Linked DNA regions of Mus musculus: region 2 is linked to region 1. The links are chromatin contacts, called in public promoter capture Hi-C maps. All regions are on one chromosome and are shown on one strand. Each heading gives the region's core, a stretch centred on a gene start, on an enhancer-like site or on the middle of the called end of the contact. The rest is flanking DNA. Distances are from core to core; before and after follow the strand shown. Region 1 overlaps Htt (huntingtin). Region 2 overlaps Rgs12 (regulator of G-protein signaling 12).

What was found. Capture Hi-C pulls out chosen DNA fragments and counts their contacts.
Region 2: a promoter capture Hi-C map of adipose tissue shows a contact between it and region 1. The contact joins two enhancer-like sites. A contact is called at or near these places in 1 of 115 datasets of contacts at active chromatin or transcription factors (embryonic stem cells) and 3 of 9 other capture datasets (adipose tissue, liver and pancreatic islet).

Annotation. Positions count from the first base shown.
Region 1 is chr5:34,867,362-34,873,844 of GRCm38.p6, forward strand. Htt (huntingtin) reads left to right here. Exons shown (of 67, transcript NM_010414.3): 41 at 3,349-3,556. Among named protein-coding and RNA genes, the nearest start is that of Msantd1, 45 kb to the right of the region's middle. Within about 2 kb of position 3,835, at least 4 of the 459 cell types and tissues checked have an H3K27ac peak or open chromatin away from gene starts, as enhancers often do. A contact at or near this core is called in adipose tissue, where this site is marked.
Region 2 is chr5:34,964,795-34,971,277 of GRCm38.p6, forward strand. Rgs12 (regulator of G-protein signaling 12) reads left to right here. Exons shown (of 17, transcript NM_173402.2): 2 at 1-1,961. The coding sequence starts at 81. Among named protein-coding and RNA genes, the nearest start is that of Rgs12, 19 kb to the left of the region's middle. Within about 2 kb of position 3,732, at least 8 of the 459 cell types and tissues checked have an H3K27ac peak or open chromatin away from gene starts, as enhancers often do. A contact at or near this core is called in adipose tissue, where this site is marked.

The DNA.
Region 1 (6,483 bases), core at 2,585-5,084:
AAAAAGACGATGGATGAGATACTCAGAGTACTCCAAATCTAGAGACAAAAAACAAAATGGTAGTTGCCAGTGGCTTAGGAGAGGATTTAATGACTTTGGATTTTCAGTTTTACAGATGATGGTGATATTGTATAACATAAGTGCATTTAATACCAGAACTGTATATTTAAAGATTATCAAGGTGGTAAATTTTATTTTATATGTATTTTACCACAATAAAAAATAATTGGAGGCCCATAGGCCTTAGTAGATAGATGTTTGTAAGCAACCCTGACAACCTAAGTATGATCTCTAAGACAAACATGGCAGAAGGAGAGAATGAACTGCTTCCAAGTTATTCTCTGCCTCCAGGTACGTGCACCCCACCACCACCAGTAAACAAATAAACCTAAAGAGTCATGCTGGGAATGCAGTGAATCCATTGGTAGTGATTGCCAGACACGTACAAAACCCTGGTTTTGATCTCTACCTAACCTAAACGTGATGGCACCCCAGAGAATCAGAAGTTCAAACTCATCTTCAGCTGCATAGAGAGTTTGAGGCAGGACGATCTACATGAAGACCTGTCTTAGAACAGAATATTTTTTAAACTTGTTTGTTTAATTGGTGGGGTGTAGGTGGGAGTGTGATATGGTGGCTTCATCCTGTAGTCTTCGTAGCATATTTCCACATTCCAGCTTTAGTTTCTATCATGGCCTTGCTCTTTGGGGGACTCATTTCATGTGGCAGAAGTAGGGCCTCTAGCCACCGTGGTCTGAGCCTCTGAAGTATGCTGATTAGCCTCCATTCACCCATGTAGGCCATATGAGCTCCTAGCTGCTCCGACCAACTTGAGCAGCCTTCTTTTGAAGGGGGTGTGTTGCCTCCTGGGCAGAAAGGAAAAGAAACAGATGATGAGCGGATAGTTTGGGCCAGAGAAACTGTTAGAACACTGGAGGCAACTTCTAGAAACCCAGCCAGAAGTGCCAGGAAATGGACGATGTGGCAGAGTGTTTCTCCAGTCAGAAGGTGTGCTCTGTATTTGGAGTTCTATGTGCATTTTATGTACATATCTTGGAGAAAAAAGTAGTTATTGTCCTTAGCCTTCATCCAACAGGACTTATATTCTTACCTGTTGCTATACTGGGCTCTGACGTACTGGGTTGAGACAAGCAGATGTGCTTTTTGTGCCCTTGTAGAGCTTCACAGTCAGTGGGGAGGGTAGTACAGCAATACACAACCACTGTCCCAGGAAGTTCATTGGTACACATTTCTGAGGGTGCCTGGTTTATCTGGTTTACCCAAAGAGGTCAGCAGAATCAACCTTTGGAGTTGGAAGAACAAACTAGAGAAATGGAGTTGAGAAGAGAGTAGAGAGTAAAGCAAGCTGCTCAGGTGAACAGAGAGAAAGGCATTATGTAGACTGCCTCCCTTGTATCTGGCACCCTTGGCATAGTAGTGTGCCAGAATTTAATTTTGATAATGGGTGTTAGTTTCAAACTATATTTATTCCTAATATTGATTTAGGTATTGTTTTTTGTCTAAAGATTTATATACTTGTTTGTTGTGTGTGCAGGAGAGAGACAGGCAGGTCATGTGCATGCCAGGATGGGCAACTCCTCAGGAATCTCTTCTCTCTTTCCACCTTGTTTTGAGGCCGCTTCTTCTGTTTCTGTGATTGCACTGCCAAAAAGAGCTTTTCACCAATCCTCCTGTCTCTGCCTTCCATCTTGCCGTACAAATTAAATGCCCACCCCCACATCTGACATTTTCCATGGGTTTTGGGGATTAAGCTTGTACAGTAAGTGTTTTTACTAACTGAGCCAACTGTCTGGCCCTTAAAGATCTTTTGATTTATGCTTCATTGGTCACTGTAGCAAATTGAAAGTCAAGAAGTATGCCTGTTTATGAATAGCAAGTTGTTTTTAGTTTGTTGGTCACTTTAATATTTTCCATTGGTTGGTTTGGATCTGATACCAGAAGAGCTTTCTCTTGCCTTCTTTGGATGGTAGATGTCTATGTTGTGTCCTGCTCACCTGGTGGGCTGCCATGTGTGGCTGCTATATGGTTTCACTACTTACTATCCAGTTGCTCTAGCTTCTCTTGCTTCCTTTTTCAGGAACATCAAAGAGGAAAAAGATTCAAGGGCATATTTTTACTGTGTGTTGTGTCAGTGTTGTCCAGCAAAGTGACCTTTAGCTGCCCAGTGACTGGGTAGCTAATGCAGATAGCATATCTTAGGTACTTTGTGACTTTGTTTAACTTCAGACACAATGGCTTAAATGGCTTCATGTGGTCAGTGGTTCCACTTTTTTTTTTTTCATCATGCATACATCCTTCTGGAAGAACATTCAATGGTTAGACATACAGGCTTTGCCCTAGTGCTGATAGATTATATATAAATGTCTATTTCTTATTTAGTATGACACTAGGTGTCAGAACTACTGTTTGGGTATTTGCTTGGTCTTAAGATTGGGTTGAAGTAAACAGCTATGTGTTTATAAAGATATATATTTAGGTCTCTTGACAGTTATCCTGTTTGCTTGGGTAGCCCCTTGTGCTTCCGTCTGCTGGCTGTGGCTCAGTTCTGTGTTCTCCCAGGTGTGGCCTGAATCCTTTCCCCTGTGTTGGCTGGCTCTTTCTGGCCACCTGTGTCTAGGCCTCCACAGCAGCTGTTTTGGGGCTCCTAAAGAATGTGGCAATTGAGCCTGGCAGTGGTGGCGCACACCTTCAATCCTAGTACTTGGGAGGCAGAGACAGGGGGATTTCTGAGTTGGAGGCCAGCCTGGTCTACAGAGTGAGTTCCAGGACAGCCAGGGCTACACAGAGAAACCCTGTCTCTATACCCTGTCTCGAAAAAACAAAACAAAAAGAATGTGTCAATCATCAGAGGTGCAAAAGTGGACTGACTTGTTAAGTAAGTTGTGCCTGTTTCTGCTTAGAAAAGTTAGAGTTTGGGGCTGGGGAAAACCCTAATCAGAGAAGTGCTTGCAGTGCAAAGTGTGAGAGCTGAGTTTGGATTGCCAGCACCTTATTCCAAGCGTTCCTTGGCAGCCAGTATATCTAATCAGTGAGCTCCAGCTCCAGGTTCAGTGTAGGAGACCTTGTGTCAAAAAATCAGATAGAGAAGTAATATTGACCCTACATCAGCTTTTAACTTCAGCACATATGTACCCAGGTACACACATGCATCCTCACGTACATAGAAGCACAAGTATGCACACACAAAGGCCACAATTTTCTAAGTGCCAAGTGCTATAAAAGTATGGAAAAGGACAATGAATAGTCCTTGGTCACCTGGTACTGGACCAGGTAGAACAGTAGAGGCATACCCCATAATCTGTTTTTCTTATTTTTGTTTGGTTCTAGGAATGTTCCGGAGAATCACAGCAGCTGCCACTAGACTCTTCACCAGTGATGGCTGTGAAGGCAGCTTCTATACTCTAGAGAGCCTGAATGCACGGGTCCGATCCATGGTGCCCACGCACCCAGCCCTGGTACTGCTCTGGTGTCAGATCCTACTTCTCATCAACCACACTGACCACCGGTGGTGGGCAGAGGTGCAGCAGACACCCAAGTAGGTGCACAGCTCCCCAGGGCCAGGCCCCAGCCCAGTGTTTGGCCTGAGGCAAAGCTGCTCTGAGAGCATTCTCATTTTCCATTCTTTATAAAGCTTTGTAAAATTCAGGCTGCATATTAATCTTTCTTTCATGGGTACTGTTTTGTAGGGAAATGTGGTCTGGCTACAGGCATTCAGACCAAACTGTTTGACTGTGATTTTCTTTGACAAGCGCTTTGACACTGTTCCATCGTTTGGGCTATGCTTGTCAGGCTCTATCCCTCCTGCCACGTCCTACGGCTCTCATTGGTTCTACAGCCAGACATGTTGCAATGTCTTAACTTTGTTATGAGTAAATGTGTTCTGGGTATTCTTAGATAATGAAGTAATTATTTAGCAAATTTCGAAACTGATTGGAAGTATTTTATTAATTTATTTTTACTATTCAGATAGACTGTTTCTGGTTGTGGGTGGCCCTCTTTTTTTTTGCAAAGAGTTTGTAGTCTTAAATCTCAGTGCCCAGGTACTAACTGACTGACTTGCTCAGTCAGCTCTATGAGCATGTTTGGGAGCTAGAAGCTGTGAGCCCCGATGAGTCGGTCTTCAGTGTGCTTTCTGGACAGTTTATGAACACTTGTGGGGAAATTTTTCCTAAGGAAAAGTATAGGTATTGTTAGCTCTTCAGCTTGGTGTAGGGAGACCAGAGCCTCCCATCCAGACATGCTTTTACATCCCTGTGTCCGGCATTTTTTGCCCATCTGCTGTGTGCTCTTTATAATGTCATCTGCAAAGGAAATAGAAACACTACTTCCTGCCCCCACGTGTGATCACTTGGAGAGGTACCCACAACATCATTTGAAATGCTTAGAGGATCTCTTAAGCCTGTCACATTAACTGATCATTATAAGAGCTAGGACAGGAAGCCAGCTACATAGCTCTCTGGTTCTTACATGTACATGTAAATCAGCCCTGAAACTGCTTAAAGCATTTCAGTCCAGGAAGCTTCGTAGGGGCTAGGAGTTTGCACATATTCTAAGCCCCTGCTGCTGCCAGTGCGGTTGTTGCACTGATGCTCTAGCACAGGGACAGCTCAGCACCACCAGTGTTCCTTCCTTTCTTCTCTTTCTTTCTTTTCTATTTTTTCAGTTTTTTTAAAATTTTTATAAAAATGTTTTTATTTGAAATAGAATCACATCATTTCCCCCCTTCCAACTACCCTCCAAAGCCTCCTCTATACCTCTCTTCTCACATTGATAGCCTTTTCTCCAATTTGTTACATAAACATGTAAATGGTATGTGTGTGTATGTACAGTATATATAAGTTCAATTTACTGTGTCTGATTTTGTTATTTGTGTTTATATGGATTCATTGTTGGCTACTCTACATTAGACAGCCAGTAAGCAGGCTCATCCCTGGAAGAGGCTAATTCTCCTTTCAAAAAGTTATTAGCTACTTATATTTTTTGTCTAGGGATAAGATCTATGAAAACTTCCCCCATCCATATTAATATACCCATGAACACTGCCTTTATTGTAGTCTTATTTGTGTATCCATTTCTCTCCTAGACCGCTTCACAGCAGACTTTCTGGTATTCTGGCCCTTACAATCTTTCTGCTCCTCTTTCATAATGTTCCCTGAGCCACAGATGCAGGAACTGTGATGTAGATGTATCCACTGGGCTAGACTCCCCTACAGTCCATGGATCTCTAGTTTTGTCCAGTTGTGGTTTTCTATGATTGTCTTCATTTGCTATAAAGAGAAGTTTCTTTGATAAGGGTGGTAGCTACAAATTGAAGCTCAGAGCTGTGTATAATGAAGTCTATCTTTAATCTCAGCCTTCAGGAGGCAGAAGCAGGTGGACCTCAGTCAATTCAAAGCCAGCCTGATCTACAAACCAAGTTCCAGGCCTGCCAGTGCTACACAGAGTAAACTTGTCTCAAGTAAATAAACAAAAACCTGGCAGCTTTGACCTTAGTAAGGAGACTCAGTGCATAAAGGAACTTCCTGCTAAGCCTGAGACTTGAGTTCTAACCCTAAGACCCGTATGGTAAAAAGGGAATCTGTTCCCATATGTTGTCCTCTGATATCCACAGGCACATGGGTGCACAGGCACACAAATCATTTGTTTAAAGGCTTAAAAAACAAAAATAATTGGGGCCTGAGAACTTGCAGTAGGTTCCCAGGACAGTCTAGTAAACATCCAAGCCTGAGTTGTGTTGGGTAAGACACGGGAGCCTCCATTAACTATGGATGAGCCAAGAAGGCAGGAGAAGGTAAGAATGGCTTTAGCCCACAGTAAGCCATAATTCTCAGCAACATCTGCCCACCCGGTTGGTGTATAATAGTGTTGAAGATTAAAAGACATACTATGGTTTGTTCAAGAGGAAAATGGATTTTGACCTTAGCTGATGGATCTTTTACCAAGATGTCTACTGGACACGCTGAAACATCTGTGGTAAAAGATGAAAGTGTTATGTTAATAGAAGAAAACAAGTAGGACAAGTGAATTTATTTTAGAATCCTTGGCTGTGCTCTGGATCTGGAATATAAGACTGCTAGAATGATTATTATTGGGTAGTCATAAATATAAGGATGAGTTTTCTGTGAGTGATGGCTTTGTAGCTGTGAACATGTTTGGGAGACAACTGCTGCAGAGTTTATAGTGAAGTGTGCTCTGGAATCATTCATCCGTGTTGCAGCCAAAGAAATGCATGTGTGCAAGTATTCAGACTGCAATAACGTTTCACATGAGTGTGCAGTGTGTGTAGAGTCCAAGTAGGATATTTGGTATGAACCTAGTCTGCATGTGTAAAGTGTGTTCATGAATTCAAACATGACCAATATTAATAGTTGAATATAGGCAAAAATCAAGGGCTGTTCATTGAATTGTTCCTTCAAGCTTTTCTGTTTGACACTTTCAATAAACCGGGGAAGAAGGTGGAAA
Region 2 (6,483 bases), core at 2,482-4,981, 97 kb after region 1:
CCCAGTAGCATCGTGCCTTCCTTGAAACATGGAATCCGTGGAATAGTGGGACATGCGATCAGCCCTGACAATACAGCAGGATGTACAGGGCTGGGGAGCCAGGGAAACGGCAGCCTGGCCCTGCACCCCCTCGAGTGCGGAGCGTCGAAGTGGCCCGGGGCAGAGCTGGCTACGGCTTCACCCTATCAGGACAGGCGCCCTGTGTGCTCAGCTGCGTCATGAGGGGCAGCCCTGCAGATTTCGTGGGCCTCCGGGCTGGGGACCAGATACTTGCCATCAACGAAATCAACGTGAAAAAAGCCTCCCATGAAGATGTGGTGAAACTGATCGGGAAATGCTCTGGAGTCCTGCACATGGTGATTGCTGAGGGCACCAGTCATGTGGAGTCCTGTTCCAGCGATGAAGAAGGTGGCCTGTATGAGGGGAAAGGCTGGCTGCGGCCAAAACTTGATTCTAAGGCTTTGGGTATAAACAGGGCAGAGAGGGTTGTGGAAGAGGTCCAGTCTGGTGGGATTTTCAACATGATTTTTGAAAGCTCAAGTCTTTGTGCCAGTGGCCCTGAGCCACTGAAGCTGAAGCAGAGGTCCTTGTCTGAGTCGGCTGCTTTGCGGCTTGATGCTGGCCAGGCTGGTCTCTGTGCACCACATCCCAGCATGCTTTCCAAAGAAGACATATCAAAAGTTATCAATGATGATTCTGTATTCACTGTGGGTCTGGACAGTCACGATGACTTTGGACTAGATGCGAGTATTTTAAATGTTGCCATGGTTGTGGGCTATTTGGGCTCCATTGAGCTCCCTTCCACCAGTTCCAACCTGGAGCATGACAGTTTACAGGCTATCCGTGGCTGCATGCGCCGCCTACGGGCTGAGCAGAAGATCCATTCCCTAGTGACCATGAAGGTCATGCATGACTGTGTGCAACTGGTCACTGACAGGGCTGGCGTGGTGGCAGAGTACCCTGCCGAGAAGCTGGCATTCAGTGCAGTGTGCCCGGACGACAGGCGGTTCTTCGGGCTAGTGACCATGCAGACCAATGATGATGGGGGCCTGGCACAGGAAGATGAAGGTGCCCTAAGGACGTCCTGCCATGTGTTCATGGTGGACCCAGACTTATTTCATCACAAGATCCACCAAGGCATTGCGCGGAGATTTGGGTTTGCATGCACTGCAGACCCAGACACGAGTGGCTGTTTGGAATTCCCAGCATCTTCCCTCCCCGTGCTTCAGTTCATCTCTGTTCTGTACCGAGACATGGGTGAACTGATTGAGGGTGTGCGGGCCCGTGCCTTTCTAGATGGGGATGCAGATGCCCACCAGAATAATAGCACTAGCAGCAACAGTGACAGCGGCATCGGCAATTTCAACCAGGAAGAGAAGAGCAACAGGGTGCTTGTAGTTGACCTGGGTGGGGGCTCAAGCAGGCATGGCCAGGGCAGTAGTCCAGGGTGGGAAAGTGGAGGTGGAAGGGGCTCACAGCCTTGGAGTGCACCCTGGAATGGAGCTTTCTGCCATGACTCGGAGGCTGGCTCCCCATTGGAAACCAGCCCCAACACTGACAGGTTCTGGGACTTAACAAAGCACTCAGGGCCTGTCTCTCACATGGAGGTCCCTCCAGCCACCTTGAGGAGTTCTATACCCCCTTCTAAGAGGGGTGCTGCAGGTTCCAGCTGTGGTTTCAACCAGAGGTGGCTCCCGGTCCATGTGCTACAAGAGTGGCAGTGTGGACATGCCAGTGACCAGGAGTCTTACACAGACTCTACTGACGGGTGGTCCAGTGTCAACTGTGGCACACTGCCCCCGCCCATGAGCAAGATCCCTGCAGACCGATACCGGGTGGAGGGCAGCTTTGCTCAAGCCCCACTGAGTACCCAGAAGAGGGACTGGTCTAGGAAGGCTTTCGGAATGCAGAACCTTTTTGGACCCCATCGAAATGTTAGAAAGACCAAAGAAGACAAAAAGGTAAGCTGGAGGGAGTTCAGGAGGAATGGCTTCACCATAACATCGTGGCTTACTCCCAGTGGCCTTGTGGCCTCTGTAGGCTGTCGTGGCAAAACTGTTCTGGGCTACGCTGAGACCTTTGCCTTGCTCTGCACTCTCTGCCTTGGTCTGAGCCCTGGCCTTAGGCTGTTCTCCAGCTGGTCCAACAAGAAAGTGATTTTACCAGCTTCAGTAGGGCCGGCCTCCCTCTCTGCCCCTGGCCCCGATGGTGGTTGGAGGGCTCCTTCCCTGCAGCTCTTTTGGAGCCCATTTTATTTCTGATCCTTAGTTGTCATCGCTGTGTCTGAAGTAAGAGGCTTGGGGAAGTCCAGTGGGCTTTATTTGTTTATTTTTAGCTTTTAAACTGATCATGTATGTGTGTGCACAGGTGGACATGCATATGCTATATATAGCACACGCGTAGCAGTCAGAAAGCAGCTTTTGAGAGCTGGTTCTCCTCTTCCAGGTTCCAGGCTTGAACTCAGGTTCTTAAGCGTGTGTGCAGTGCTTTTATCCTGAACCAGCCGGCTAGTACAAGTGTGCACACACTTAATGCGACAGATGAGACATTGTAGAGGGGGTCCGTCTTCATAGTGCAGGCCTTTAATCCAGTTACTCTTGAGCTGAGACAGGAGGAGATCAGATTCAAGTCCTGCTTAGGCTCGAGTTCGAGGCCAGCCTAGGCAGTGTAGAGAGCCTCTATCAGTAAGCAAAGGGAGGGCTGAGATGCAGTCTAGTGGTGGGATGCCTGCCTGATGTGTAAGACCTTGCATCTGATTTCTACCGCATTCTGCACACACAGCAAGTCAGAGACTGGTGATAATGTTACCTTAGGGGCCAGGGAGGACATATGACACTTTCATTTTGTGTCAATTTTTTATGATGGAAATATGAACTTAGTGACTAAAAAAGTTCCCTTAATTATTTTAGATTTTTAGAAATTTTATTGATTACTATCATCATCATGACTGTGTGTCTATGTATGTGTATGTATATGAGAGAGAGGGAGAGGGAGAGAGAGAGAGAGAGGGAGGGGGAGAAACATGCACTACGGCATTCACTTGGAGGTCAGAAGACAACTGACAACTTTTGGAGTTGATTATCTCCTTCTAACAAAGATTGGGGTTTGAGCTCTGAGGTTTCCATGGGGAGCCATCTTTCTGTCTCCTAAAGATTCTTTTGAAAAGAACAAAGCCCCTGTAACTGGCCTTGTTACAGCACTCAGGATATGGAGGCAGGAGGATCAGGAGTTCAGGGCCATAAAGTGAGTTTGAGGCTACTCTGGGCTACATAAAACCTTGACTCCAAAAGAGCAGGAGTCATGAAGTAACGAGGCAACAGAGGTTCAAGCTGTAATTCCTCCTTCACTTGGCCCAGCAAGGAGAGGCTCACCAGAGACCCAAGTCCAGAGAACAATTCATTCAACAAACAGGTTTGTGTGTGTGAGGGGAAGTTTCAAAATAGATGTAAATATTTTCTTCTGGTACTGTCAACAAAGACCACACCTAAAAAAAAAGCCCCATAGTGTCACTGCCTCCCTGAGCAGGGTATCTGTGACCATCACTTGTATAAACTGACATTCTTGCCCCCAGTACCCACCCCAAGTCTTGGATGGACTAGGCAGGCAGGACTCCCATGTGAAGCACTGGCTCCTGGGGATGGGTGCCCCCATCACTATCAACATATCAGAGGTCCTTACAGTGCCAGTCTCCAGGGCGGTCCGACTGAACTACGGATGGTGCTGCTGGGAGGTGGGTGGGTGTGGGTGGGGTTGCAGTAGAGCCTGGGAGGTAGAGGAATACAGACGGGTGTGCCTGCAACCCTGTCCTTTGTCTGCTTTTCAGGAAGGAAGACTATTTAGAGTCTTGCTGGAACAGCCCCAGCTGAGCGATTGGCTTCCCAAACAAGGGCATTTCTGCCCTTTCACTGTGTGCAGATGCCTCACAAGCACCTACTGCATGGTTATAGTAGCCCAGTACAGCTTCAAACTTTCCCTGTGATGTTATGTGTAGCTGCTGCTCCATTGCCTTTCCACTGTGTGCTATTCCACTGTGTAAATGTGTCACAGCTGTTACACTTCTATTTTTCTTAGGTTTATTATCTTTTGTGCAAGAGAGTGTTTTTTCTGGCCAGGCAGTGGTGTGCACACCTTTAATCTCAGCACTTGGGAGGCAGAGGCAGGCAGATTTCTGAGTTCGAGGCCAGCCTGGTCTACAACATGAATTCCAGGACAGCCAGAGCTACACAGAGAAACCCTATCTAAAAAAACAAAAACAAAAACCAAAAAAAAAAAAAAAAAACCCAAAAAAACAAAACAAAACAAAAAAAGTGTTTTGCTTTTGTGTCCGTCTGTACCACAAGTGTGCCTGGTGCCCACAGAGGGCATAAGAGAGCATTGGACTCTCAAGAACTGACTGGCATGGGTGCTGGAAAGTGAACTTGAGGTATCTGGAAGAGCAGCATACACTCTTACTGAACCACCTCTCCGCCCTCTGTTTCATTAATATTAATGCCATATGGGCATTCTTGCCCATGTCCAGGTGTGCTTGGGTTCTTGCTATGGCTCTCTGGCACTTGTAGCGGTGGCTCACCGTGGCTTATGTTTGTGTTTCCTTGATTATAAAGGTTGTTTCCTTGTTGGTGCGTCAGCCTGTGCTTCTGCTAGGTTGTCTGTTCTGGGTCAGCAGGACTATAGATGCTGGATGCTTGCCCTGTGATGGTGGTACGACCACACATGCACTCACCCCCACCCCCAGCCTTTTATATCCTTCATGTGGTAGTGAATACCTAGAAGTTTCTAGCCTTCATTTAACCATATGTATAATCTTTGTCTTAAGTAGTAAAATCCTCCTACTGTAAGATCAGATTTTCTTCTCTTCCAGTCTTTTTAGAGTTAACTTTTTAATGTATGCGTGCAAGTGCATGTGTGTGGGAGGGTATGTGTATGTATATGTTTATGTGGGGGGGGGTAGTATTGTCTGTGTGTATGGGCTGTGTTAATAGCTTCTCTACCATATGTTTTTGAGGCCAGGGTTTCTCACTGAACTGAAGGCTTTCAGACCAGAATAGCCTCAAATTCATAGAGATTCGCCTGCCTCTGCCTCCTGAGTGCCGGGATTAAAGGTGTGCACTACCATTGCTTGGCCAGCTTATTTTTTTAAAGATGTATTTTACTATGTTAAATCACGTGTATGTATTTGTGTGTGGGTATGTGCACATAAATGCAGGTGCTTGCAGAGGCCGGAGGCTTTGCATCCCTGGATCTGGAGTTATAAAAGGTTGGTTGTGAGTGTCAGATCCAAGCTCAGGTCCTCATGCTTGCTCAGCAAGCGCTTTACCTCCTAAACCATCTCCCCAGCTACAGAGATAACTTTGTGAATAAAGAAATGTGTTTCTATGTCAGGTTGACAAGGGTGAGAATTTAAGACAGTATGTATGTATGTATGTATGTATGTATGTATGTATGTATGTGTGTGCACTTGCATACCACGGCATGCTTGTGGACGTCAGAAGACAGTTTGGCAGGGAATTTGTTCTCTCCACCCTCCTTGGTTTCAGGCTTGGTGCCTGACAACTCACTGAACCATCCATCCACCTGTTTTGTCTTGTTTTTCCCCCCTCTCCCGTTCCCTCCCTCTCCAACTTTGACAGTTACCTTCCTACGTGTCTTTAATAGGCTTATTGTTTCATTAGAGTCAGTCCTAGCTGTTTTATGTAATTTTGTTGCTATTATTAATGATACCATCATAATTATAAATGCCACCTCTGATGATACATGAAAGTTGAGGGGTTTTGTTTTATATTTTTGTTTTTCTTATATAGCTTTTTTTTTTTTTAAATACAGCTGTCTGAGTTTGGAAAGTTCCTTCTCCTCCTTCCTTTGTTAATACAGCTCCTCCAATGGGTGTTCTAGCTTAGCTTTTCTTTCTGAGTGATCTGCATACAGGGAATTGTGTGGGCTTCCTCCTCTTCATTAGATTTTCAAATGTTAGACCACATCTGCATTCCCAAGATAACCCAGCTCAGCACAATGAGCGAGCAAGCTTTCATATGCTAGTGGATTTGGTTTGCTAGTATTTTTGTAAGATTTTTAAATCTGTGTTTATGAGACTCTTCTGTAACTTTTCCCTTTTCTCATTGTCTTTCGTTTTAGTAATAATTTTTTGTCTTAAAAATTAATTATATTGTATCAAATTAATAGCAGAGTTCTTCTCCTTCCTTCTCTTTTTTTCTCTCTCCCCCCTATTTTCCTTTTCCTTCCTTCCTTCCTTTGGTTTTTCGAGACAGGGTTTCTCTGTGTAATAGCCCTGACTGTCTTGGAACTCACTTTGTAGACAAGGCTGGCCTCGAACATGGAGATCTGCCTGCCTTCCTTCTGAGTCCTGGGATTAAAGGTGAGTGCCACCACACCAGACTTTTTCTCCCCCTTTTCCTGTGTTAACTTCCATCTAGGAATTAAACCCAGGTTTTTCACATGCTAGTCAAGGGCTCCACAGCTTAGGCA